Regions from separate parts of the Mus musculus genome. Here region 2 is linked to region 1. The links are chromatin contacts, called in public Hi-C maps. All regions are on one chromosome and are shown on one strand. Each heading gives the region's core, a stretch centred on a gene start, on an enhancer-like site or on the middle of the called end of the contact. The rest is flanking DNA. Distances are from core to core; before and after follow the strand shown.

Region 1 (3,869 bases), core at 1,016-3,515:
GCTGGGAACTGCACTCAGGTCCTGTAAAGAGTTGCAGATATTACTAACTGCTGAGTCAGCTCTCCAGACTTTTTTTTTTTTTTTTCTACACCAGGGTTCCCAGTAGCACAGGCTGGTTCTGAAGTGCCTAAGTAGCTGGGACAGACCTATGTGGAGAGCTCTTGGGGCCACTCATAGAAATTTGGCAAGTATTTGTCACTGGGTTCAAGGAAGTAGGCTCAGATAAGAATTCACATTTGGGCTGATGCAAAGCTCAAGGTAAACTCAGCCAAGGAAAGTGTGGGATTCCTTTGATTTTGTTCACCCTGATAAGCCCCTGGAAACAGTGACCAAGGGGCTTTGTTTATCTTGTTTGGTTCCCTTGTCTTTGATCTAAGAACTGACCCTATTCTCTGCAAGTACCTAGAATGGTATAAACGCCTCAGCACTGGCTGGAGTCATGTTATAAAGCTGTCTGTCTGTCTCTTTCTTTTCAATCCTCCTTCCCTCCCTTGAGACACTGTTGACTGACAGAGCTGGCTTGGTCAGACCTTGAAGAGTTTGATGCTCTTACCTCTATCTCCTGAATGTTGGGATTACATGCAGGAGGCACCACACAGTTTCTATGATGTTGGGGATGGAACCCAAGGCGTTGAGCATATTGGGCAAGCTTTCCCCCAGCTAAGCTGCATCCCCAGCTCTCCAAGGCAGTTCCTGACACACATGATTAGACTCAGGTCCTGCTCAAACCCTTAGCAGTCTGTTCCCAAGGGCCTGTGCCTACAGGTCCCAACAGCACGATGGCTGACTCAGGATAGGAACCATTGCTTTTCCAGCCAAGGCAGGAGGAAAGGTCTTGTTCTATCTACACAGGTTCTATCAACTAGGCTCAGAAAGTCTCTGGACATGAGACAGAAGCTGCCTGTCAAGAAGCATCTACTTGCAGGGCCGTGGTGGCGCACGCCTTTAATCCCAGCACTTGGGAGGCAGAGGCAGGCGGATTTCTGAGTTCCAGGCCAGCCTGGTCTATAGATACCCAGGGTTACACAGACTGCCTTGACCCCCCCCCCAAAAAAAAAAACCCCAACAACAACAACAAACAAACAAAAAGCAAAAAAAGCATCTACTTAAAAAACTTGGGCTCCAAAGAACTACTACAAAACACCCACACATTCAACTGTCTGCCCCCACACTTCTTCCATTATCTTGACCAGAGGGGAGATCAGGACAGTGCATACCTGTAATTCCAGTCCTAGAAGGCTCAGGCATCCCAAGAGTGAGGCTAGCTTAGGCTATATAGTGAGACCCTATCTTAAAAGACCAGACAATTAGGGCTAAAAAGCTGTGTGTCAACTCAACTTCCAGCCTGTAGCCTTCTCTAGTAAGACCTATGTACAGGATGCTGTGCTCAGAGCATGGAGAACAGGCATTGTGGGTTTGTAGGAATAACAGGTCCAGAAGGGGTGACTACTGCTAGACCCCGATAAATACGCTAATACAGAGTCCTTCTATTATTAGCCCACCCTGCTGAAGGCCATGAAGGAAGGACTGCTTCCCCTCTGGGTTCTTACTTTTTATTATACCTCAAATGCTGTCTTTCATCTGAAGCCCAAGGTAGCCTTGTCCTAATAAACAGGACAGGAGTGACCAAAGGAGACCATGGCGGGCAGGCAGGCAGGCCGGGCGGCCGCAGCATCCCTTACACCCTCCAGGAGGAGCTGGATACTCACTCTGCACAAGGCCCAAACCCTAATAAGAGCTGGAGAAGTAGCCATAGTTCAACTCTGTCCCTACTAAGGGGACAGGGAATCCATTTTTCTCAGCTCAGATGATGGTTCCCAGACCTCAGCTTCTTATTCCATTCTTTCTGGAAGTCAGGGACTGTGGGGCAAAAGGGTACCTCAAGGTCACTCGTCAGTGCTGTGCCGCCAGTGACAAAGAATTAGACTGGTGTTCGGGTAAACTCTGGTACCCACCTTGAGTTCTGAAGCAGGTCCCATTTCTAACCCCTTTGCCACCCAGAGGGCTCGAGGCTTACTGGGGCGGTAAAGAGGAAAATCTTCTATTAACAGTCAGGGAACAGAACACAAAACCTTCCCGGGTTTGGTTAAGGTTAGGGACTACCAAGTCTTTTGAGGTACCATTCCTTTTGTTCCTGAGGTGATTGATGGTGGTTAAAGGAGGCAGAACGTGGCTGCCCTGGAGGAAGGTCTACTGCGGGAAGGAGCCACAGACACCTTGGAGGCCTCAAGAGCTGTGCTAGTGTAAGGTGCGTTGGAGGGGAAAGGAGGGCAGGCTTTCTAAGTCCCTCCTACTATCTCCTCCTTTCTCTCCCACCCCTCCTTCTCGCCTCTCCCCTTAAACAATCCCCTCCCCCAACTCTTCCGGCCTTCCCCTCGTCTCCACACTTCCTTCCTTCCCGGCTCTCCCCTACCCCCTCTCCGCACCCCCTTCCCATCTTCAGCCACTTTCCTCTACCCCCCACCTCTTTTACATCTTCCACCCCTTCCTACTCCCTTCGGCCCTTCTCCCCTACCCATCCCCCTCGTCTCCCTTGTCTCCTCCCCTCCAGCTCGACACTCGGCGGTCGCCACGTCCCCAGCCCCGCCCACGCGAGCTCGCAGGGAACCCCGGTGACGTCACCACCCGCAGCGCCCTCCTTCCCGCGCTCTCCAGAAAGGACGCGAAGGTGGTGACGTGTCCGGAGCGCCAGCGCGGCTGTGCACAAAGCGCGTGACCAACCTGCGGCGCCGCCTGGCGGAAGAACAGTGGCGGTGTGGCTGGAAGCGACGTGCGGCGGCAGCGTGGTGACGTCACCTCGCGGGGCCACGTGACCGCGTGCTGTTCCGGCTTCTCCCCTCTACCGGTGTGGGCAGAAACGTGGCTTCTTTACTTGCTCTACTTGGTCTCCTGAAACTGCCTGGCTGCTTGGTCGCGCTGCGGGTCATGGGAAGTTTGAGGATCATACTCATTCTCTGCCCTTGTCATTAACCGAAATTGTGTCTCAGGATGGGCCAGAAAGCACCATCTTCAGCCACATCAGCAGATCGCATGTGATGCTCTGTGTCATTATGCAGACGTGGAGTTTACGAACTAGTCCAGAGTATCCCGAGTATCCCGAGTCATTCAGGAGCGCAGTCCAGGCCTCAGCCATAGCTGCTGGACCCACACCAAGCCGTAGAAGGGAAGGCAGGAAGGAAGTCACAAATCCTTTTGGGAACCAACCTTGTTATTTGAAAGGCAGTTTTTCACATAGCACTTCGTACAGTGTCAGGGTGCTTCCTAGAAATGCAGGTCTTGGACCTTGCCTTAAAGCTTACAATTCAGATAGACACTTTTGTTGACACGGGGTCTCACCTTGGCTGACCTGGTTCTATGTAGACAAGGTTGCCCTTGAAGGTGTGCACCATAGTGACCAGCTAGAATATACATTTCAACAAGATCCCAGAGTGAGTCCTATAAGTACTGGTTTGACAGATTACTGTGCATCAAGCCCTACCGTGAAAATGGTAATATCAAAGTCACAGGCCTGCCCCAAGTTAAGCCCCAACTGAATGGACAGTTGGCTAGAACTGTCCCAAGGGCTTGTATGGCCTGGCCACACCCCATTTCCACAAGGTGCTTGTCCAGCCTTTACTGTAAACACAAGGCACCCCCCCCCCCCTCCAAGCAGGTTGGAGCTGGGTGTTTCGTCATTTACAATTAAAACAGAGTTATCAGTTATAAGACATTCCTATCAAGGGGCTGGAGAGATAGATGGTACAGCAGTTAGGAGTATTGGCTGCTCTTCCAGGGGACCTAGGTTCCCAGCACCTACATGATGGTTCACAATCCTCCCTAACTTCAGTTGCAGGCGCTCCAACAACCTTTCCTGATTTCCCAAGGCACCA
Region 2 (3,869 bases), core at 354-2,853, 460 kb before region 1:
AAGAAACAATTTCTGAACAATATCTTTAAAATCAGAAAATGTTACTGGAACTAAGGACAATTACAAAACAGGGCACCAAACAGTAAGGCAATGAATGACCCAAGCTTATAACATCAGCTGCTTAAGCCAAAGAGCCAAATCTCCAAGCAATGGGTGCATGGGATAGCAGCTCCCAACACAGCTGTGCTACAGTCTGGATTTCTCAGGATAAATGGATGAGACTTCAAGCTTTCATGTATTTACAGTTGAAAGCAGCAGACCCTCAATGTAGCTTTACCAGGATTCCAGCTCTGGAGCCAGACGAGGGTCGCTTCTACAGACAAGAGGGGATTCTTTCACTCCATCCCAGGAGAGCAGTGCGTGAGTACAGTGTGAGAAGCAGGAAAGCTGCCATCTTTGCGAGATAAGCACTGGGCTTTTACTGTATGCCTTCACTGTTTGTTAAACCCTCAATAAAGAACACTCTTTCTCATTTTCATGTGAGATCTCATCCATACGCACAGACAAGTCTTTCTACACCTATGGCGACAGGGCCTGGAATTACCTAGTGCTTGCTCTCAGTTCATTGGACCTGTACCATAGCCCTAGTAGTCATGATCATAACTAAGAGCAGCATGGCCTGCGTTTGCTTTCCCATCTGTGAAAGCGGAGCATTTTCTTCAGAGTGCAACGGACAGTATGTGACATGCTCCCCATGTCCTCGACCATTAAACTGCCAGCAGCAAGAGCTTCAGGAGGATCAGCACACACCTCTGCAGAAGTCCATGAGAATGAGAACTTCCCAGACGTCGCCGCTGCTCACATTGTTGATACTAGAATCAATGTAGCCCACAATGTTCTTGTGCCCTGATAGGTCTCTCTGTGAACAAGAGTGGAGAAGTACATGTCAGTTACAGACACACTAGGGGCAGAATTAGCAGTTGTTCCAGTAACACAGACAACACCAACAGCATGGGAAAGGGGCAGTGAGTTTCCAGTGGTCTTTGAGAAACCTCGTGGGATCTCCAATAGCAACTCCACCGTCCTGCTGAATCCCCAATTCTCCTGACCCAGGAGAGAATGAACCACATGAAACACCCACCTGCTCACTGTCTCCGTGCTCCACCCAAACCAGAAGCACAGACCCTATAACATCCAGAAATACTATAGAGGAGGAAAACCACAACAACTACATAAACAGGTAAATTTTTAATAAAGAAAAAGAAAAGAAATTCATGTTTTTCCTGTTTATGGGGCCAAAAGTGAATTCAGCTTGAGTTTTTACTTTCTTTCTCTTTGTGTGTGTGTGTGTGTGTGTGTGTGTGAGGACAGGGGTAGAGAAAGATTTACTACCTGCGGCATTTAACAGTTCTTTCCAAAGCAGTGTCTTTCCTGAACAAAGGAATCATGAGGGTTTTAGTTGGGTAACCTGCTCAAATTTATAAAGGAAAGCAGACACATTTCTGAACATGCTCCAACTTGGCTTTTAACAGTTTCTCTTTAAAAAATATATGAAAAAAAAAAAGCCCTGCCTTGCAAGCTTTGACGAGTACAATAGCATCTAGACCCAGCATTTCAGTCATACTTAAGCATTCCCAGATGGCCGGCTGGCTGGAAGATGCAGCATCAGCTGAATTGCTTCTCAGCACCCGGCTGCTGCTCATGGGATTTAATCCTTCCCACGGGTGCTCCTGAGTACCACCCAGGCACTGGAAATCACCTCACACTTTGGCCCACAGAGCGGATAGCTATGGTGATGGTTGTAAACCCAAGGTTATTAAGAAGGGTTCCTGAAGGTTGAGGAAAGAAAACATGAGGAAACTGGACATTATGGCTTTTATACAGATGCAAGGTAAAATAAAGATTTGTGAATTAACTATACCATTTTACTTTTGTTTTAAAGACTTAGGGGAGGGTCCTATGAGTCTGTGTTTGACTGAAGCGTAGGCTCTCGACTGGTCCAGTGGAACAGTGGGGCAGTCTGGAGAGCTGCCCCAGCTTCTCAGGGTCCATGGAAAGCTGTTCTTGACTACACAAAGTGCACATACCAATGCTCAAAATGACAAAGTTACCCCAGGAAGCAGCCTCAAGTATCAAGTAAACAGCGGAACCCTCAGCATCAACAGTAAAGCTCACTATGCCCCCTCTGCACAGTGGATCAGAAAGCACCGCTGACACAGAATAGCAGCCCCCAAGAGAGATGGACAATCACAGGAACGTGCCCACAGCAAACTTCTGGAGACTTGTGTGAGAAGAATTTTAGAGAAGAGATGGGATGAGAAAGATTAAGTTGAGCAGTGTCTATGGATTACTCTCTCAGAACATCTATGTAAGAAAGGAGCTGCCCCAAAGGAAGAATTGCCAGGAATTGTGAAAACCACATTGGAGAGTGAGAGCTGTAAGCTACAGATGCCAAGCTGGTGGGACCATCCTCCAGGTCAGAGGGAGGAGCTAGGATTACAGCACTGGTGGTTCTCAACCTTCCTAACGCTGCGACCCTTTTATACAGTTCGTATTGTGGTGACCTGCAAGCATAACATTTTCATTGCTGCTTTGTTAGTTATGAATCGTAATGTAAATATCTGTATTTTCTGATGGTCTTAGGCAACCCCTATGAAAGGGTCATTTGACTCCCGAAGAGGTCATGACCCACGTACTAAGAACCACTGTGCTAGGCAGTGGACCCATCACAGAGTGATTCATTTTTCTGCAAGCGGCTGGGGAGGGCAAAAGCGGTTATTGCACATTGCAGTAAGGATAAAGGAAAGGGGAACTCAAGTGGATTCCGACCTATGATTTTGCTTTTGGCATCTTCAAAGTCATCTTCAAAACAGGACAAGAAAGAAACAGTGAGGTGAAAGCCTCAGTGCGCCTGCCTCAGGCCACAGGTCAGAGTGACACAGAAAGCATTTCAGTTCCTGCTACTTTTCAATCTTGTTATGGACCTTTCTAGGACTCATTTCTAGTTACAAAGCCCCAAAAGTAGGAAGAACTGCAGAGAAACCTTTTTTAAAAATCGTGTGTGTGTGTATGTGTGTGTGTGTTTGTGGGTGTGTGTGTCTGTGTGTGTGTGTGGGTGTGTGTGTATGTGTGTGTGTGTGTGGGTGTGTGTGTCTGTGGGGGTGTGTGTGTCTGTGGGTGTGTGTATGTGTGTGTGTGTGGGTGGGTGTGTCTGTGTGTGTGTGTATGTGTGTGTGTCTGTGGGGGTGTGTGTCTGTGGGGGCGTGTGTGCATGTGATCATGCATGCCTGAGGGGCCAGATGACCATCTTTAATAGAGTTTCTTAAAGTTGAACGAAGGCTGTTCCAATACCTGGGAGACGTTTATTTTACTCTGGGAAAGGTTTCTGCTGTGGATCTGTTTTACTCTTCCTCTCACCTGTTCACAATCACACCTCCTTTCTACCTCTTGCAGGGAGTTTGATCGCAGGCAAACAAGCACTACAACTCTAGTCAGGCAGTGAAGGACACTGGGCAGGTCTTCAGGGCTGGAGAGCTTGCTGAGCTTCTGCTATTTAAGAAGTCCAAGATCCTTTTCTCTTTCCTACACCTGCATTTATCCCCTCTTCTACACTGCTTAGCTTTTACTGCCAACTTGGCACAAACTCAAGTTACCCAGGAAGAAGAAGCTGCAACACAAGAACGGCTTCTATCAGGTTGGACTGTGGGAATGTCTGTTGGGCACTTTCTTGATTGCTTGATGGGAGAGAGGTGTGGGTGCTGTGGGCAGCACCATTCCTAGACAGGTAGGCCTGGGATGCATAGAAAGCTAGCTGAATGTAAGCTTAGAAGGAAGCCAATAAGCAGCAGTCCTCTATGGGCTCTGCTTCAGTTCCCACCTCCAGGTTCCTGCTCTGACGTCTTCTCTATGTACTGTGGCCAAATAGTGTT

What was found. Hi-C and Micro-C count contacts between places; a contact is called where the count stands out from the background.
Region 2: a contact with region 1 is called in a Hi-C map of rod photoreceptor, with 6 times the contacts expected there. The contact joins two enhancer-like sites. A contact is called at or near these places in 1 of 484 Hi-C or Micro-C datasets (rod photoreceptor) and 1 of 115 datasets of contacts at active chromatin or transcription factors (astrocytes).

What each region holds. Positions count from the first base shown.
Region 1 is chr6:86,471,172-86,475,040 of GRCm38.p6, reverse strand. It overlaps A430078I02Rik (RIKEN cDNA A430078I02 gene), which reads left to right. Exons shown (of 3, transcript NR_131126.1): 2 at 2,140-2,248; 3 at 2,552-3,869. Among named protein-coding and RNA genes, the nearest start is that of A430078I02Rik, 7.7 kb to the left of the region's middle. Within about 2 kb of position 2,265, at least 362 of the 459 cell types and tissues checked have an H3K27ac peak or open chromatin away from gene starts, as enhancers often do. A contact at or near this core is called in rod photoreceptor, where this site is marked.
Region 2 is chr6:86,932,420-86,936,288 of GRCm38.p6, reverse strand. It overlaps Aak1 (AP2 associated kinase 1), which reads right to left. Exons shown (of 16, transcript NM_001378654.1): 3 at 751-859. Among named protein-coding and RNA genes, the nearest start is that of Nfu1, 75 kb to the left of the region's middle. Within about 2 kb of position 1,603, at least 25 of the 459 cell types and tissues checked have an H3K27ac peak or open chromatin away from gene starts, as enhancers often do. A contact at or near this core is called in rod photoreceptor, where this site is marked.